Regions from separate parts of the Mus musculus genome. Here all the other regions are linked to region 2. A link is a contact called in public Micro-C and capture Hi-C data. All regions are on one chromosome and are shown on one strand. Each heading gives the region's core, a stretch centred on a gene start, on an enhancer-like site or on the middle of the called end of the contact. The rest is flanking DNA. Distances are from core to core; before and after follow the strand shown. Region 1 holds the start of Kcnk10 (potassium channel, subfamily K, member 10). Region 2 holds the start of Flrt2 (fibronectin leucine rich transmembrane protein 2). Region 3 holds the start of Galc (galactosylceramidase).

The links. Hi-C and Micro-C count contacts between places; a contact is called where the count stands out from the background. Capture Hi-C pulls out chosen DNA fragments and counts their contacts.
Region 1: a contact with region 2 is called in a Micro-C map of embryonic stem cells, with 5 times the contacts expected there. The contact joins the promoter of Kcnk10 here to the promoter of Flrt2 in region 2. A contact is called at or near these places in 1 of 39 promoter capture datasets (hippocampal neurons), 1 of 484 Hi-C or Micro-C datasets (embryonic stem cells) and 2 of 115 datasets of contacts at active chromatin or transcription factors (astrocytes and embryonic stem cells).
Region 3: a contact with region 2 is called in a capture Hi-C map of embryonic stem cells, with 5 times the contacts expected there. The contact joins the promoter of Galc here to the promoter of Flrt2 in region 2. A contact is called at or near these places in 4 of 39 promoter capture datasets (the 3T3-L1 cell line, cranial neural crest, hippocampal neurons and 1 more), 1 of 115 datasets of contacts at active chromatin or transcription factors (astrocytes) and 1 of 9 other capture datasets (embryonic stem cells).

The regions. Positions count from the first base shown.
Region 1 is chr12:98,573,361-98,576,060 of GRCm38.p6, reverse strand. It overlaps Kcnk10 (potassium channel, subfamily K, member 10), which reads left to right and starts at 1,349. Exons shown (of 7, transcript NM_001316665.1): 1 at 1,349-1,904. The coding sequence starts at 1,853.
Region 2 is chr12:95,690,812-95,693,628 of GRCm38.p6, reverse strand. It overlaps Flrt2 (fibronectin leucine rich transmembrane protein 2), which reads right to left and starts at 1,403. Exons shown (of 2, transcript NM_201518.4): 1 at 1,014-1,403.
Region 3 is chr12:98,257,942-98,260,708 of GRCm38.p6, reverse strand. It overlaps Galc (galactosylceramidase), which reads left to right and starts at 1,250. Exons shown (of 17, transcript NM_008079.4): 1 at 1,250-1,574. The coding sequence starts at 1,380.

The DNA.
Region 1 (2,700 bases), core at 100-2,599, 2.9 Mb before region 2:
CTGGCACGTGTTCTCCGAAGGACACCCACGCCAGTCTTGCCCTTTGCCAGGTGGCCAGCACCTAGGTCTGTGATGGCACACAGAAGGAGTTCGGTATGTAGATGCTGAATGAATAAGAGATTTTACTTACTTATAGGCCAGGGGTCTGAGTTGAACTTCCTATCCAACACCACAGTGAGCTAATCAAACCTTCCTTTAGCAAACATTACACTTCCTTTAGCATATATATTATTAGTTTTGTTGTTGTTAATTATTTTGAGTGTCTGTTATGTGCAAGTCTCTGTTGCTAGGCACCCCAGTGAACTTATAAGCAGAATTCATATGGATACTTGGGTGGCTCTTTCAAGAGCACCGGAGCACTGTTGGCCGTTTCTGGCGTTTTTCTTACCATAAACCCACCTAGGGATTCCAGGATGGGGAGAATGGGGTGGGGCATCTCCCTAACTCTCTGAGAGCACAGCTGAGGGCTGAAGTCTTCCTGCACCCACCATTGGCTGATTTTCAAGGGCTCCCGGGCCACCTCCTTAGCTTCTCCAAGTAGAGTCGCCAAACCTTAGCAACTCCTCTTTCCTCCTGGGCCTCAAAGTCTCTCCCCAGCCCATCTCCCCAGCCTCCAAGCAGGAGCCCCAGTCCAGCTACAGGTAGCTGGGGAAGAGACCAAGCTGTGCCTGGGGAACTAGGCGCGCGATGAGATCGCAGCCAGCGCCAAGCGGTCCCAGAACAAAAGGCTCATGGCTGGTGTTAGCTTCCTTCACTCAGGAGCGCCGTGGGGACCTGGGTTCGGGACTCAGGCGAGAGGACCACGCTGGGGAGCAAGGAGTGGAGTACCAAAAATGAAGTGACAAGAGAGAAAGAGCAGGCACCCGGGGTGGGAGCGGTGAAAGGAGGTCACCCCCCCCAGGCCGAGGTCTGCGGTGGGGCCGCGGCAGGCAGGCCCTTTCCTCCGCCTCCTGCAGAGCCTTCCAGGCAGCCAAGCGTGTCTCCGGCTGCAACTCCACCGAGCACGCTGCGGCCGCGTCAGTAAGTAGCAGCCGCGCCCTCTGCTCGCTGTCTCCGCGCAGCCCGGGGAAGGACAGGTCCGCCACCGCCCAGCGACGAGCCCGGGTGTCCGGGGTCCACGCGCGCCCGGCGTTCTCCCGCAGTGGCGCGGCACCTGCAGCGCGCCACGGGGAGGGTCGCCTTAGCCGCGAGCTCCCCGGGGCGCCGCGCCATCCTTCTGTCCAATGGCTTTCAGCGGGTGGAGAGTGGGGGGCGTCGCCCGGGGGCGAGGAGCCGCGGCTGGGGAGGGGCGAGTGCTCTGTGCTCAGACGAGCGAGGCTGACGTGTCCGCCCGAGCGCGCGGCCCGGTGTGCGCGCGCCTGTGTGTGTGTGTGTGCGTGTATGTATGGATGTGTGTGTATGTGTGTGTGCGTGTGTGTGGATGCGAGAGAGGGGGTACGAACACGCCTTTGGGGACCCGAGGGACGCTGCGGTGGGCTTCACTCCGGCCTCCGCCCGGCGGCTGCTCAGCCTCGCATCTGCCTACCGCGCTTTTGCAGAAGCAGCCCGGCTCTTTGATCCTCTCGGAACCACCCTCAGCATCCGATCTTACTTTTTCTTTCACCCACAAGGGCAGCAGCTGGCCACCCCCTTAACCGGTGCAAACACCCAACCAAGCCAGTGCTCGGTGCTTTCCTCTGCTAGTATTTTCCCCGCTTGTCTTTCTCTGGGGCTCCCCACGAGCCACTTCAGTGCTCCTCCATCCTCACAAATTGTTCCGTTGGTCTGTTTAACCGACGAGTTGTAAATCTTGAAGACTTTATTATTATTATTTTGATTCTTTTCATTTCATCCCCCTGTGGGCAACGGAGCAATGAAATTTCCAATCGAGACGCCAAGAAAGCAGGTGAACTGGGATCCTAAAGGTTGGTATTGCCTACTTCGGGCTACCCTGGCTCTCTTCCACCTGCTGGTGCCTCACTGGCAGGCGTGGATGGGCTTGCTCCCGGCAGGCAGCATGCGTCCTGAGGCTGGGAAATGCGCCTGACAACTGCAGCGTGGGTGGGAGGAGGGCGGAGGCAGCGTGGGTTCGGAACCCAGATCGCGCCTGTCAAGATCACATAGTCGTTGTCCCTCTAGGATGGTTTCACCGTCTATTTAAAGACACACCAAGCTGCTGTTTGTTTTGAAATTATACCAAGTGTTGGTATTTGCTTTTGACTTTGTGAATGTGCATGTACGTGTGCCTGTGTGTGTGTGTCCTTTGTTTCTAGTGATCTTTGTCTCTCTCTGGCAGATGGGTGGGGTGACTCTCACTGGACCTGGAGCTGAGCCTCATGGCCCGCGTGTCCTCAGAGGGACAGGTTTCTTGGCAGCATGTGAGGCTACGATCTGCCCCAGCTGTCCCTGGGGTAGCACTTCTCTCATAGGGCATGAAGCATAATGGAGCCCAAGGGGCTTCCAGAGTCTTTGCTCTGTCTTATTACTAATCCTGCCGACTAGGCTCCTTTGGCTCAGGTTGTAGAAAGGCTGTGGGGAGTGGTTTTTCTCCACAAGGGTGGGTCTGGGAAGGGCTCACGGAGTAACCTACAGCGTGCCCACGCACACAATGGTTTGGTATGCTTTTAGGAGTGTGGGTTCACTTTCCCTTCCTGTAAAGAGTATTAAGGCAGGTTGTGTGGGTGCACCATACTCCTGGTCTTGGCCACTGCCCCACATGTT
Region 2 (2,817 bases), core at 154-2,653:
GGCGCCTGGCAGGCCACATGATTTATCCAAATAGCAAGTGTGGGACCAGCCCTTCCAAGACAGACTTAGCTAGCTGGGCTTCTTAATCATGGAAGAGATTACAAGAAAAAGTGACCACACTAGCTCTCAAAACTCCAGTAAGAGCCCTGGGCTGTTCAGCTCAGAGGAGGGCTTTTTCCAGGAGGCCAGAGTCTAGTGGAGGCTCTAGGGCAGCTGGATAGGTCCGTCCCCCTTACTACTCTGGGTATCTGCATTCAGCGCCTGAGGGCATAGAAGGACCTATCTCCGCAGCCCAGGCACTGGACGCAGGGAAAGTGGACTCCCCAGTATCGGGATCTCCTGGGGACTTTTCCATCCCTGACCAGTAAGGAAAGCACAATTACACCAGCTATGGAACTACCAGTTCTGGTGCAACAGCAGGGCAGGAAAGGTCCTTGGCTTGTAAAAATCACGAGCGATTGGAAAGAAAACGAACTAGCATCCCCAATTTAGTGGGGAATTGATCCCGGATTTCGGGCATAGGGCAGGTAGGGGCTTGAGATACTGAGGCTTGATAATAACACTTCTTGCATTCAACCCAGATGGGTATGGAGGGTTGTTACTTACCGGACTTAAGAGAAGCATTCTAAGGAAATGAAAGGCTGTTCTAAGCTTAGGGGATTTGGAAAACTCCATTTAGGATCGATGCTTTTGGCAGGTAGCAAATGAGCGATTTTACCCACAACTCGGTTACAAAACTCCCTAGAGGACTTGGAATCGACTTGAATGTAGAAGGCGCAGCCCCCCCCCCCCCCACACACACACACACATACACACCGGGTCCCCAAGTAGTCGGGGTAGATAGAAAAAGAATCCCATTTTCTTTGCGGATAAAAAGACAAAACATAGAACACCCACCTAGTGACCACCCACCACTTGTTCAAAAGGGAGTGGGGGTCCAAATAATGTGGTGGCCATGTAAAGAAAGCTAGGGCAGTCACTAGAAATTTCACCTGGCACAGCAATCCTTTTACCTGGCAGCCTTGTCTCCTTAGCTCATCCGAATCCAACCGGGTCCGGGAGGTGGAAAGGGAAGAAGCTAGAGCGGCAGTAGAGGGACTCCCCGGGCATGGTATTGTTTTAGGGGTCGCCGCCGAGGTCCCTCCTGCCCATCGTTGAGAACTGCCAGTCTGGTCCTGAGGTTCAGTGGACGCGGTGACCGGTTCTGCGCTGCTGCCTCCACGTTCTGGAAACTTGGGACAGAGGACCAGATAAGAGCGCACCTGGAAGCAGAGAGAGAAAGAGCTCTCTGCGTGTTTGAGAAGCACTGCCCTTGGTGTTATCTCCCAGCGCACATTCCTTGGTGGTGACAATGGATGACGCCAAACTCACAAGTGATGGCGACTGCTTTCAAATGTACAACTAACTGCAAGGTACCCGGCAAGACAGAAAGCTTTGCTCACCTCCCACTCCTTTCCCTCCCATCGAGGAGGGAACTGGCTTAACCCTGTGTTCACCCTACACTCCGGATAGAAGCTAGATTGCGCTGAGAAACCACAGACGCTGGCTTTCCGGGCAAAAGCTTTGTTCACGTGCAGTTCCAGTGGGCGTGTGGCTGTCTAGGGGCACTTGGGTGGCAAGGTGCCAGTGGCGCGCTTTCCGAGAGAGACTCGGAGATGGGAAGGAACCTAACGTTTCATCCGGACCAGACCCAGCCCTCACAATCTATTTTTTTTTTAACCTCCAGTTACCGGATTTATTGAAGTTGCCAGCAAAGTTGGCTTTTATTCCTTTACTTCTGTGTCCCCCGCCTCTCATATAATTTCCTTGCCCAGCTGCGCTTTGAAGACTTAGAAATCTCTGATCAAGCTCTAACTCTTAACAGAGTTTCAAGTGCAGTGCGAGAGGAATGGAGAAGGGGACCCACCCACTCCTGCCAAATTTAAATGAAACCGCAAGGAGAGTGGCCTCCCTCCTACCCATCAGAAGCTGGTGTCAACTAAATGACATCAGTTAAATAAGAAAGAGTAAAACACCTGAAGACCGGGTGGAAAAGAGACAAGAACGAAGTTGGTATGTGATTGGGTAAACGAGCCTAAAGAGAAAGGCATGAGTGGAATAAACATAGAGAGGGGGAAAAAAGAATACAAATGCAAAAATTAAAAATAGGGGAGCAGGGCTTGATATATATCAGGTTAGTTTTAAGGGCGATTTGACTAACAATGTCTCCTCAGCTCCCTTGGAACAGGTTAATTATATAATGAACAAATTCCGGCTTGGGTTTAGTGAACAGCTTTGCCTATACATTCAGAACTTCCAGAAAGTTAATTGAATAAGCAGAGAACCCGTCTTGTTGACCCAGAAAAGAAACTCAGGCCTGAGAAAACTGTTCTCTTCTGCTGTAGCTTTCTCTGTCAAATGAGCCCAGACACTGTGATCTGAGCACAAACGTACAACTGTTTTTCTCAGGCTCTATTCTTCAGTAGGAAGCTGTTAGACAGTGGAATAGGCATTGCTGAAAGGGGTTATTTTAAAAGGGAGAGCAAACCGCGCTTTACCACCGAATCGGTGCCTCCTCCGGACCCAATATACCCAACCCGATGTGAATGGCAGAAACTGCAAATGCCCATCTGAGCCCAGCAGTCCTGAGAGGCCTCTGGAGCTGCCTCAGACTTCAGCTTGAAGAATTCCGTTGTAAATCCTTCTGATTTGCCAAGGTGGCAGCAGAGCATAGCAATAGCTCCTTTGGTTCTTGAATCAGCAAAGCTCACAATTTAGGACATATGCATTTCCACCGTTCTTTAAATATCCATTCTTCTGTGCAGTTATGCATATGTG
Region 3 (2,767 bases), core at 1-2,500, 2.6 Mb before region 2:
TTACAGGGCACAGGGGCATACCCTAAGAAATTGAAGACTCCCCCCCCCAAACAAACAAACAAACAAACAGTTAATGATAAACATGCTGAATCTGATCAGGAGCAATTTAGGTTGTAAAATGTGCCAGGCAGAGAGGCAGAGAGGCAGAGAGGCAGGCAGAGAGACAGAGAGAGAGGCAGAGAGGCAGAGAGGCAGAGAGGCAGGCAGAGAGGCAGAGAGGCAGAGAGGCAGAGGCAGAGAGGCAGAGAGGCAGAGAGGCAGAGGCAGGCAGAACTCTCTGAGTTCAAGGTGAGACTGGTAGATGGAACAAGTTCTAAGAACACAAGCTGCCAGCAGGCACGTCCAACCTTTTCTTATCCTGACACTATGTTGTCCGCTATAGACTTCACACTTGAGGTCTGCACAGTTGACTATTTTAATCATAAAAAGTCACAGAATGTCTTGAGTTAAGTTTATGTACAATTTTGGGGTAGGGTGCTTTCATAGCAATCATCTGCTCCATGTGGTCTCAGGCACAGGTTGGATGCACCTGCCAGGGTATTTAACTGGGTAGAGAAGTGAATAGGAAGGCAAGGGTTACTGTAACAGGAGTTGGCAAACATTACCACTTCCTCTATGTAAGTCAGGGCATCTTTCATAAGTGATTTTCATAGTCATTTTTTATTCAAGAAACAGAATAAAGGTCCGAGTATTCTGAACCTATTGTATTTTTTAGGTCTCGCAATTCAAATTACTATATAGCAACATTTTGGACGAGTAATCATATTAACTCTTTTAAGGCTAAAAGACCTGGATATAGCAGACTACTCAATCGAACAAACTTTGTCAGCTAGCATTTGCTAAGTGTATATAAGTGCACAATTATGACTTCCCGAGTGCCTATTATCTTACTTTTATCTTATCCGGAGTTCCCTGACTTGCTGTTCTGGTCTCACGGTGGTTTAGAAAAATTCAGGGTCCTCAAGCCAAGCGACTCAACCAAGGTGACCGCTTAACTGGGGGCGCTTAAAGCCAGGTCCTCATTGCTGTTTCCTACTGGGAATGCTCGGCTAGAGTAGGACCACTCAAAGCCCTCTTTTGACCGTTGTTGACCATTCACTTCCCGTTTTCTAAGATGATCCATCAGGTGAGGTAGGAAGAGTGGTCACTAAGTAATTACACGCAGAGACCGGTCCCGCCTCTTTGACACAGAAGTGACAAGGCAAAGCTCGCTCAACCAGCCCCCCACCCCGCCCCCCCAGCTCAACACAACAGCGGCTGCGCGGACAGCCCGCAGCCCTCACTTAAGATGGCGAAAGCTTCCTCAGCCGCCCGCTCTTCTTCCTCAGGGAGGCGATCGGGCCCGCCTCCCCGGGCGCCACAGTCGCGTGACCCGCACAATGGCTAACAGCCAACCTAAGGCTTCCCAGCAACGCCAAGCAAAAGTCATGACCGCCGCCGCGGGCTCGGCGAGCCGTGTTGCGGTGCCCTTATTGTTGTGTGCGCTGCTAGTGCCCGGTGGCGCCTACGTGCTAGACGACTCCGACGGGCTGGGCCGGGAGTTCGATGGCATCGGCGCAGTCAGCGGCGGCGGGGTGAGCGCGGGCTGGCGGGAGGCAGGAGTGCGGTGCGGCGCAGGGACCGCAGGGACCGCAGGGACCGCCGGGGCCGCCCCCTCCCACAAGCCCCCGCGGCGTTGCCGGGCGAGCGCACGCCGCTTCCCCGCGCGCCGGGGTGAGATGAACCCGGGCTGGCGGTTAGATTGCAATGGGGAGCCAGGCGTCTCGAGGGGACAGGCGTCTGCTGCAGTCAAGTGGCCCGGGCTCGAGGGAGCCCTCGTTCTGGATCGCCGGCCAGGGCTGTCCTTGCCGCGCTGGAAGGGTCGCCTCCGGAAAAAGCCAGAGAGGGACTGCGAAGCCTCAGCGAGATGCTTTGGGGAGGGGGGGGGGTGGGTTCTCTTCCTTCCCAGGGAGTTAGTTGGTGGAGCCGTGAGTCAGAAGACATAGGCAGGGTTTGGGGACCCTTCTTGAACAGTGATTAGCACCCCGTCCCTCCCTGTAAGACCTCTTGGACTCTTTAGAGTTGTGTAAAGCCTGAAGCGATCTGGGATATTGTTTTAAAAGAGGGCCACCTTCATCCACTAACAGAAACTGTGGCGTGTCTGTGTTGGAACGAGGGAATGCTGGCTCTGTTAGGGCACATAAGAATCATTAGGTGCATTGGTTAAAATTTAAGTTGTCTTCCTCTCCCATTCTGACTTTGTTAATAAACACCAGCTAATTCTCAAAAGATGAGGTCTTGAGAGTGATTTCTTGTTGACTCAAAGATCTCAGGACTGGGAAGTGGGTTTGCTTTTAAATTGAAATCTTAAGAGTAGTTTTAGATCTACCGAAAAGCTAGGAGTGCAGTAAAAAGTTCTATACCCCAGTGTGTGTGTGTGTAATAATGAACTAATCTATTCTCAGTTTATTTAAATTTAAAATAGCCAATATTTCTTATACAACCTTAACGTCTCCTTTTGGTATCTTTGTGATAGTAAATCTAAGTGTAAAGGCTTTTTTAAAAAAATGAGATTTCCAGTTTTGCTTAATTTACTCAACTTTTAATTATTAAAATAATTTCATAACCTGGTGTGATGTAGTAAGCCTTAGTGTGTGTGTGTGTGTGTGTGTGTTGGGAATGTTTGTACATGTGAGTACTGGTGCTTACAGAGGCCAGAAGCACGTGAGTTGCCATCTCTCCAGCCTCCAGAGCAGGTAAATCTATTAAATAGTCAGTTAGTAATGTC